Regions from separate parts of the Hordeum vulgare genome. Here region 2 is linked to region 1. Evidence: chromatin contacts called from public Hi-C data. All regions are on one chromosome and are shown on one strand. The core of a region is the stretch at or near the end of the contact, and the rest is flanking DNA. Distances in the headings are between cores, read along the strand shown. Region 1 holds the start of LOC123399634 (cyclin-dependent protein kinase inhibitor SMR6-like). Region 2 holds the start of LOC123399647 (DNA topoisomerase 3-beta).

Region 1 (3,382 bases), core at 633-3,132:
TCACTCATCAGCCTGGAAACTGTCCACGATTTGGTTCGATATATATGTTCAACCAGTAATATGCTTTAACATAACCAGTAATATGACCACGATTTTTGGACCTTGGTTTTCATGGCAGTGAAGGCACCCAGTACCGCCTTAGAATTGTGGCGTGGCCGACAGGTGGCCATATAGTATTATGTGTATTGCTGCTGCTAGTTATGGGTTGTGATAGCAAGGCAGCAGTGACCAGTTCAGCCCAGGACAAAAGCCCCTGAGCAAGAGCAAACTCTGGACGATGGCCCTGCCTGAATACGTCGCCTGCATGTCTGTTCCTACAACTCGAACCTTCGGGTTCATTTTGCTGTCTTCCCACCTGTCATATACATACCGGCAATTCCTTCAGATGTTCAGAGAGCCAGGGGCTAGCAAAGCAACTGAATGAATGTTTCTCATCCGTACATGTGGGTGAACAGAGGGCCTAACAGTAGAATTTGGAGCGTATATATACACTGTTACGGTAGGTGACAAATCAGGACTGATGGGGTTTTGGAGCTGCGTATCAAAGGCTGTTACAGTAGAGACAAACCAAGATCTTCTTCAGAAGAGGGAAAATAATTCACCACTGGACCGCAGAAGGAAGAAAAAAGGAGGGATGAGGAAACTGTGCCGTCGATCATGTCCTGATTAGCATGGAAGATTCTCCGTGTCTGTTCTCGATCAGGCATTGGGTTGGGCCGGACAGCGGCACCGCCGAAAAAGCACGATCGCCACCGAAATCTCCATGGATTAATTAGTGGGAGCGGCGGATCCATCCGCCCGAATTCATTAGTCGCTTCGACCGTCTCATCCTTCATGCGGCAGGCAGCTTGGGCAGCCGGCCGCATCCGCCATGTTCTCAGCGGCGGATTGGCGACGAGAGGATTCTTTCTGGCTAAATTGGAACATGGAGGGCAGGAACTGAAGATAATTGCACAATTCTGGTGGTAGCTATCACAATTAATTAATCACCGGGATCTCTCTGAATTTTCTTACAACCTTCTTCCGCCATTAACGACCTCCGCCCAGTAAGTAATTAGCAACCTACTGTACTTTATTATACAGCTGCTGCATCAGTATTTCACAGAGCCATGGCAAGAAGGAAGCACACATACTGAAATTCTAAGAACAACACCTTATTTATGTATATGATGAGGAGACAGAAGCATAATTTATACCATGGCCACGCACCCAAGAACGGAGAGGAGAGAAAGAAGCAGGGAGCGAGAGAACTGGGAGAATTCTCCATGGGATTGATCGACCGGACAGGGAGGCCGGTGCCAATTCTCGCGCGGCGGCCAGATCGCGGCCTCACGACGCCCGGATCCGCTTCTCGGCGGGCATGGGCATGGGCATGGGCATCGACCGGAACACGGTGGAGAGGTCCCGCGGGACGGCGAGGCACACCCGCGCCGTCGTCGTCGTCGTCAGCGTCGGCCGCGACTTCCGCTTGACCGCCGGGAGCCGGGGCGCCGGCGGCTTGCGCGGCGCCGGCGGGCACTCCTTGGGCAGCCGAATCCTGCAGTCCTTGGACGTGGGCGTCGACGGCTCCTTCTTCTCCTCCGCCGCCGCGGCCTTCGTCTTGTCCTCCGCTGCTGCCGACTCCTGCGTGGACGACGCCGGCGACGGAGAGGCCGAGGCGGCGTCGGCGGGCAGCGAGGGGGCCAAAGGCGCCGTCTTGATCGGCGGCAGCGACGCCAGGCCCTGGCCGGCGGAAGAGGCCATTGCTGTCGGCCGGATCGGCGGTGGAAATTCTCGGCGCGCGCGCGAGTGGGTGCGGAATGGGATCGAATTCTTGTTCTCCGGTGGTGGGTGCAAGGGCAAGAAGTGGGTAAAAAAAAGGAACACAGGAAAGAGAGAGGTTGGGGGCTGCAGGCCTGTAGCGCCAAGCCGTTAAATAGTAGCGGCACCGAATAGAGGACGGAGACAGGGACGCCAAGGAAAAGAAAATCATTCACGAGGGTGTAATTGCAAACTCTGTGGGGGGCTTATTAGTTTGCCATGAGTTATATCCTTATTAACTGCTGACAGCCAGTGGTAGTCCTGTTTATTACAATGACTGAATTTTACTTAAGTAGGGGGCAAGACTTTTGTGCATTTTTGCAAAGGGGTCCTCGAATTCTCAAGCCCTCTATGATTTGCAATGTCACATACTACCACATTTGAATCGTGCAAGTTGTGTTAAATTCCATTTGATCGCATCACAAGTAAAATAAATAATTCTTTCTAACAGGGTATGAATCAATACGAATTCTCGGCTTCGTGAAATTGGCTATGGCCTCGGTTACTTCCTTCCATCTCAATATATAAATCAGCATAATTCACCCCAACTATTACTAGCATGGCGCAAAATTTGCACCGATGATATGCACGTAACTCCAACGAATCCAATAGCTACTCCCTCCATTTTCACAAACAATTTTTTTACTGAACGTAACAAATAGCCATCAAGTTCAAGTAATGTCGACGAAACTGGATGAAGCCATATCCTATTTACCCCGCAATAAAGTTTGCGTCTAGCTGCTAGATATGTGTGGTAGAAAAATTATTCATACCAGGAAAACATTGCATTATTATTTGGAAAACTTGAAAGGTTAGAGTAGCATGTACATTTGGTGTGTCAAACTAGGGAGAGGGGTGGTCTCACTGGCAGGGGTTAATACTTATGTTCCAAATTGTTATCATTTAATAATGGCAACAACCAGAACATAATATTATTACTACATGAGAAACATTCACTTAAGTTCAACTACGAAGGTGACACAAATACAGAAACCTAACTCGCTAAAACAATAGAATCGATATACTTCGTTCCCTCTCAAAACCATGGAATAAATGTTTGTACATATCCGTACAATTGATCTCAACCTTTAATGTCATTACTTACTATCCATATTGTCAGTATGTCCACAAGAGCTCTAACAAATCCTATAATTGCCCTTTGCTTTCATAGACAGTTTGTCGACGAGTGTAACAAATGGGAAGAAAATCCATGCAACGTCCCGCCAAAATGATGGCGCCTTATCCTATCTAGCATGCATCAAATTTTGTGCCTAGCCGTAGATACGCACGGTGGAAAAAGTTAAAATTCTGAGAACGTTTGCATTATTCTTCGGAAGTCGAAAAGGTCGTAGGTAGCAAAATGGCATGTATCTTATGCATTGTTGCGAGGAACTAGACCGTGGGGTGGCGTGGCATGTGAGGACTAATAGTTGTGTTCTCAATTTGTCTTAACCGGTGATGACAACCAATAACATTTTTATTACTATATGAGTAAGTTTGACTTAAGTTAGGGTACGAAGGTGACAGTTATACATAAACCTAATTCGCTAAAACAATTAAAATTGATATTATTATTTTCATC
Region 2 (3,382 bases), core at 542-3,041, 360 kb before region 1:
CTAGATAGGATATGATGCACATATATTGCAGAACTGGAAATTATACCTTCGAAGCATATGTTTTCCCCTTCTCGATCGCAGTCAAGCCAAAGCACCAAATAGGTACAGCCTCGAGCTTCCTGGGCTAGATGCCTGTGGATATGAGCCTTCAAAGATACATGCATCAGTTTGTATTTAGATATAGAAATGAGACTCTAACGATGGTGGTAATTGTGTACGTATTGTCATAGAACTTAAGAAGAGGCATTTCACATTTCAGTATCTTTACAAATTTCAAATTTATCCAAGTAATACAGCCGGGAGTTCTTTTCTGGTCGGACAATAATTTTTTCACTTTAGATTCTAGAAAGTAGAAACTGCATCAAAAAGCCAAGTAAACACTTATAGAGAAAGGATGAAATAGGATGTTTGAGGGTCAGATAAACTGTGTAGTAAATCTCCATAGTACCATCTACAGGTAGAGTAGAACTCGTGTATGAATGTACAATATATATGTAGAGAACTAACTGAAGTTGTTCTTATGTTTGATTACTCCTGGGTCCTGCTGTGAGTTATAGAGTGCACTACCTTTGGGTTGCTCTCAGATCTTAGAACTGGAGCATTAAAAAGGTCCATCGGATCAGTCGCTTCCCAGTTCTGATATGCAGGTGGGAAATCAACACTGCAAAAGACGAGACATCGAGTAAAGAAAATGGACACAGAAAAACTTATTGTCCAAGGTTAGAATTGTAGTGAGCAACTGCAATATTCATTCAGCTAAACTGGACTAAGTACGTATATGTTTTGTGTAAGGTATCAACTTTGCAGATATGCAGCGGCCCACCATGTGTTCATGTCTGTAACTGTAAGTATCAAGACTGGTATGACAAAAGCGTATGCACATGAATTCAAATGCATCACGTAGTTAATAACTGGCATGGACTAGAGCTAGTGCAGCAAGTGATGCAACTGTAATGAAGGATCTTGAAAGAATTGAAGAAGAGATGCAGGACCTGAAGACATGTCCGATGACTGATGTCACTCTGAAGAATGCCTGAGAGCCCTGAAACATCCCATCAAACTCGTGGACATCGGTACTTCCCCTCCGGGTAGACATCTGCACACACAGAGGTTGACAATCTCAAAATGTGGTGTGAGAGCGAAATGTTAGAGCACCGAATGCTCATTTGTTCTCATGCCCATCTGAATCTCAAAAATGATTCCATGCCAGTGCAACCAGTACTATCAGCTCCCTAGTAGCATTCCCGGAACCACACTGGAGCTACTATGCAGAGACAATGACCTCAACTACTTCCAACACCGAGCCATTACAAGGAGAAGCCGTTTCCTGGAGGGGGAACCTGGGCTGCGACCAAACCCGGCTTCCGTGGACCATAAACTTGCCGCTAGGGCTCGGTCCTAATACACTGTCGTCGAATCCGAGTTAAAGCCACAGCCAAATTAGTCGCCGGGGAGAAGAAACATCACAGTCGCGGGAGGATTGAACGAGGGAGGGAGGGAGGGAGACTTACGCGGCCGCCGGAGAGGGCGGAGGCGATGGAGAGCGCGATGCTGGGCTTCTCCGCGACCTGCAGCGACGGCGACCCGAGCGTGAGAAGGTCTGGAGAGTAGGGTTACTGCGGCCGCCATTAGCGACGGCGCGGCACCTGGGTAAGCCGCGGCGGCGGCGGCGGCGGCGGCGGGTGCTTACCATTAAAACCTTGGGCGCCATGGGGACGGAAGGAGAGTGGGTCTAGCGGACGTCCAGAGACCCGAGCGGCCGAGACCGTGTCCGTGTGGTTGCGTTCGTGTGTCCACCAATTTACCTTCACAAGTAAACAGTAGCACTTTTTTTTTCCTGATTCAGATTCAGATGGAAAAGTCTGTTTTAGACCTTATGAAAAGTTGGATTTGTAGAGATGGTACTAAATCAAACCCTAAACTTCCTGAAACAAAATCAGCACCAATATAGGAGTACAATTCATGGTCGTAAACTCACAATTTACTTCCAGTCCATTCACAAATGGGGATCACTGACGTGGCCACGGTCATCACTCTCTCTCATTGACATCCATGATCCACATGTTGCATCCTCTCATCATATCCCATATCTCCCTTGCTACCAGCGCATTTTTTTAAGCCATGCCTTTCATTTTCCTTTTTGATGCTGAAACTGACTCTTGCAAAGTCGGTAACATCTTAGTGTTCCTCCCTTGTTCAACCCAAAAAATTTGGACATATGATATGGCTCGTGCTTTTAAGGCCAGTTCGAGGACATGATTTGTTTGCCCTGAACGTCATGCAATTTTTTAGCACATCTTTTGTTCACGCGTGAAAGATCAAAGAAAGTATGGGACTCGCTTGGGATTTTAACGGATGTCTCTTTTGTCACTATGACCGATAGGTCTGGAGCAGCTATGTTGGAGTTTATATTGTGTGATGACTCGTACCAACGGACATACATTGAACCGGTCGAATTATCAGAACTGGTCGCAACTTTTTGTTGGTATCTTTGGTGGCAAAGAAGGCAGCTAGTCAGAGGCGAGGATGTACAGATGGCAGAAAGAACAGCTCCTGATGTTATCACGTTGGCCCTTCACTATGCTCGTGTAGCAGGGACAAGCAAGGTCCTTCCAAAAATAAATAAGTGATCGGTTTTCAATGCAGGACAACAAGTGCTGAATGTGAATGCATCTTTTTCAGAGGGTGAATATATCGATGCATGTGGAGCAATTATCCATGATCACAAGGGTACTTTTATAAGAGATTCAACGGCATGATTGGAAAATGTAGTTGATGTCGTCACCGGCGCTACTCGAAGGACTCAAATTAGCTCATAATAGTGGATGCTCTAATTTGATGGTGAGAACGAACTATATTACGATGGTGGATGCTCTTAATCAAAATGAAGGACAATTCATGATGACAGCGCCGGTGCTAGAAAATTGTCGTAGTATCTTCGTAGACTTCAGAAAGGTTACTATTGAACATTGTATTAGAGAGTCGAACAATGTAGCTCATGAGTTAGCTAGATGGAGAAGGACGAATAACCCTTCTGTTTGGAATGACGCTCCTCCAAACTTTATCATAAAATTGTTAGCGGACGATATAACTGTTATTTGATGAATAAGATATGTCTTCCTGTAAAAAAAAGGTCGGGTCATTCTTTGGCCTGCCACGAAACAAGGTCGGTCTGCAAAGTTAGGCCATAAGGTCGACCCAACTCAACCCTTTTATTCGTGGGCGGGCACACCCACCGCACGACCTAAGTTAGCCTTTTTAGCATCGTTGGGCGTTGTTTTATATTTTTAGGATTGTTTTGGCTTTTTTAACCTAAATAGCAAAGGCTTGGAAAGGCCGAAATGACCCATAAGGTCCAAAAATTAACTTGAGACAATCTACA

What was found. Hi-C and Micro-C count contacts between places; a contact is called where the count stands out from the background.
Region 2: a Hi-C map of seedling shows a contact between it and region 1, with 2.1 times the contacts expected there. The contact joins the promoter of LOC123399647 here to the promoter of LOC123399634 in region 1. A contact is called at or near these places in 2 of 6 Hi-C or Micro-C datasets (leaf and seedling).

What each region holds. Positions count from the first base shown.
Region 1 is chr5H:484,349,220-484,352,601 of MorexV3_pseudomolecules_assembly, reverse strand. It overlaps LOC123399634 (cyclin-dependent protein kinase inhibitor SMR6-like), which reads right to left and starts at 1,882. Exons shown (of 1, transcript XM_045094026.1): 1 at 964-1,882. The coding sequence starts at 1,743. The coding sequence ends at 1,330.
Region 2 is chr5H:484,704,839-484,708,220 of MorexV3_pseudomolecules_assembly, reverse strand. It overlaps LOC123399647 (DNA topoisomerase 3-beta), which reads right to left and starts at 1,791. Exons shown (of 15, transcript XM_045094043.1): 1 at 1,691-1,791; 2 at 1,512-1,568; 3 at 993-1,096; 4 at 568-661; 5 at 47-146. The coding sequence starts at 1,711.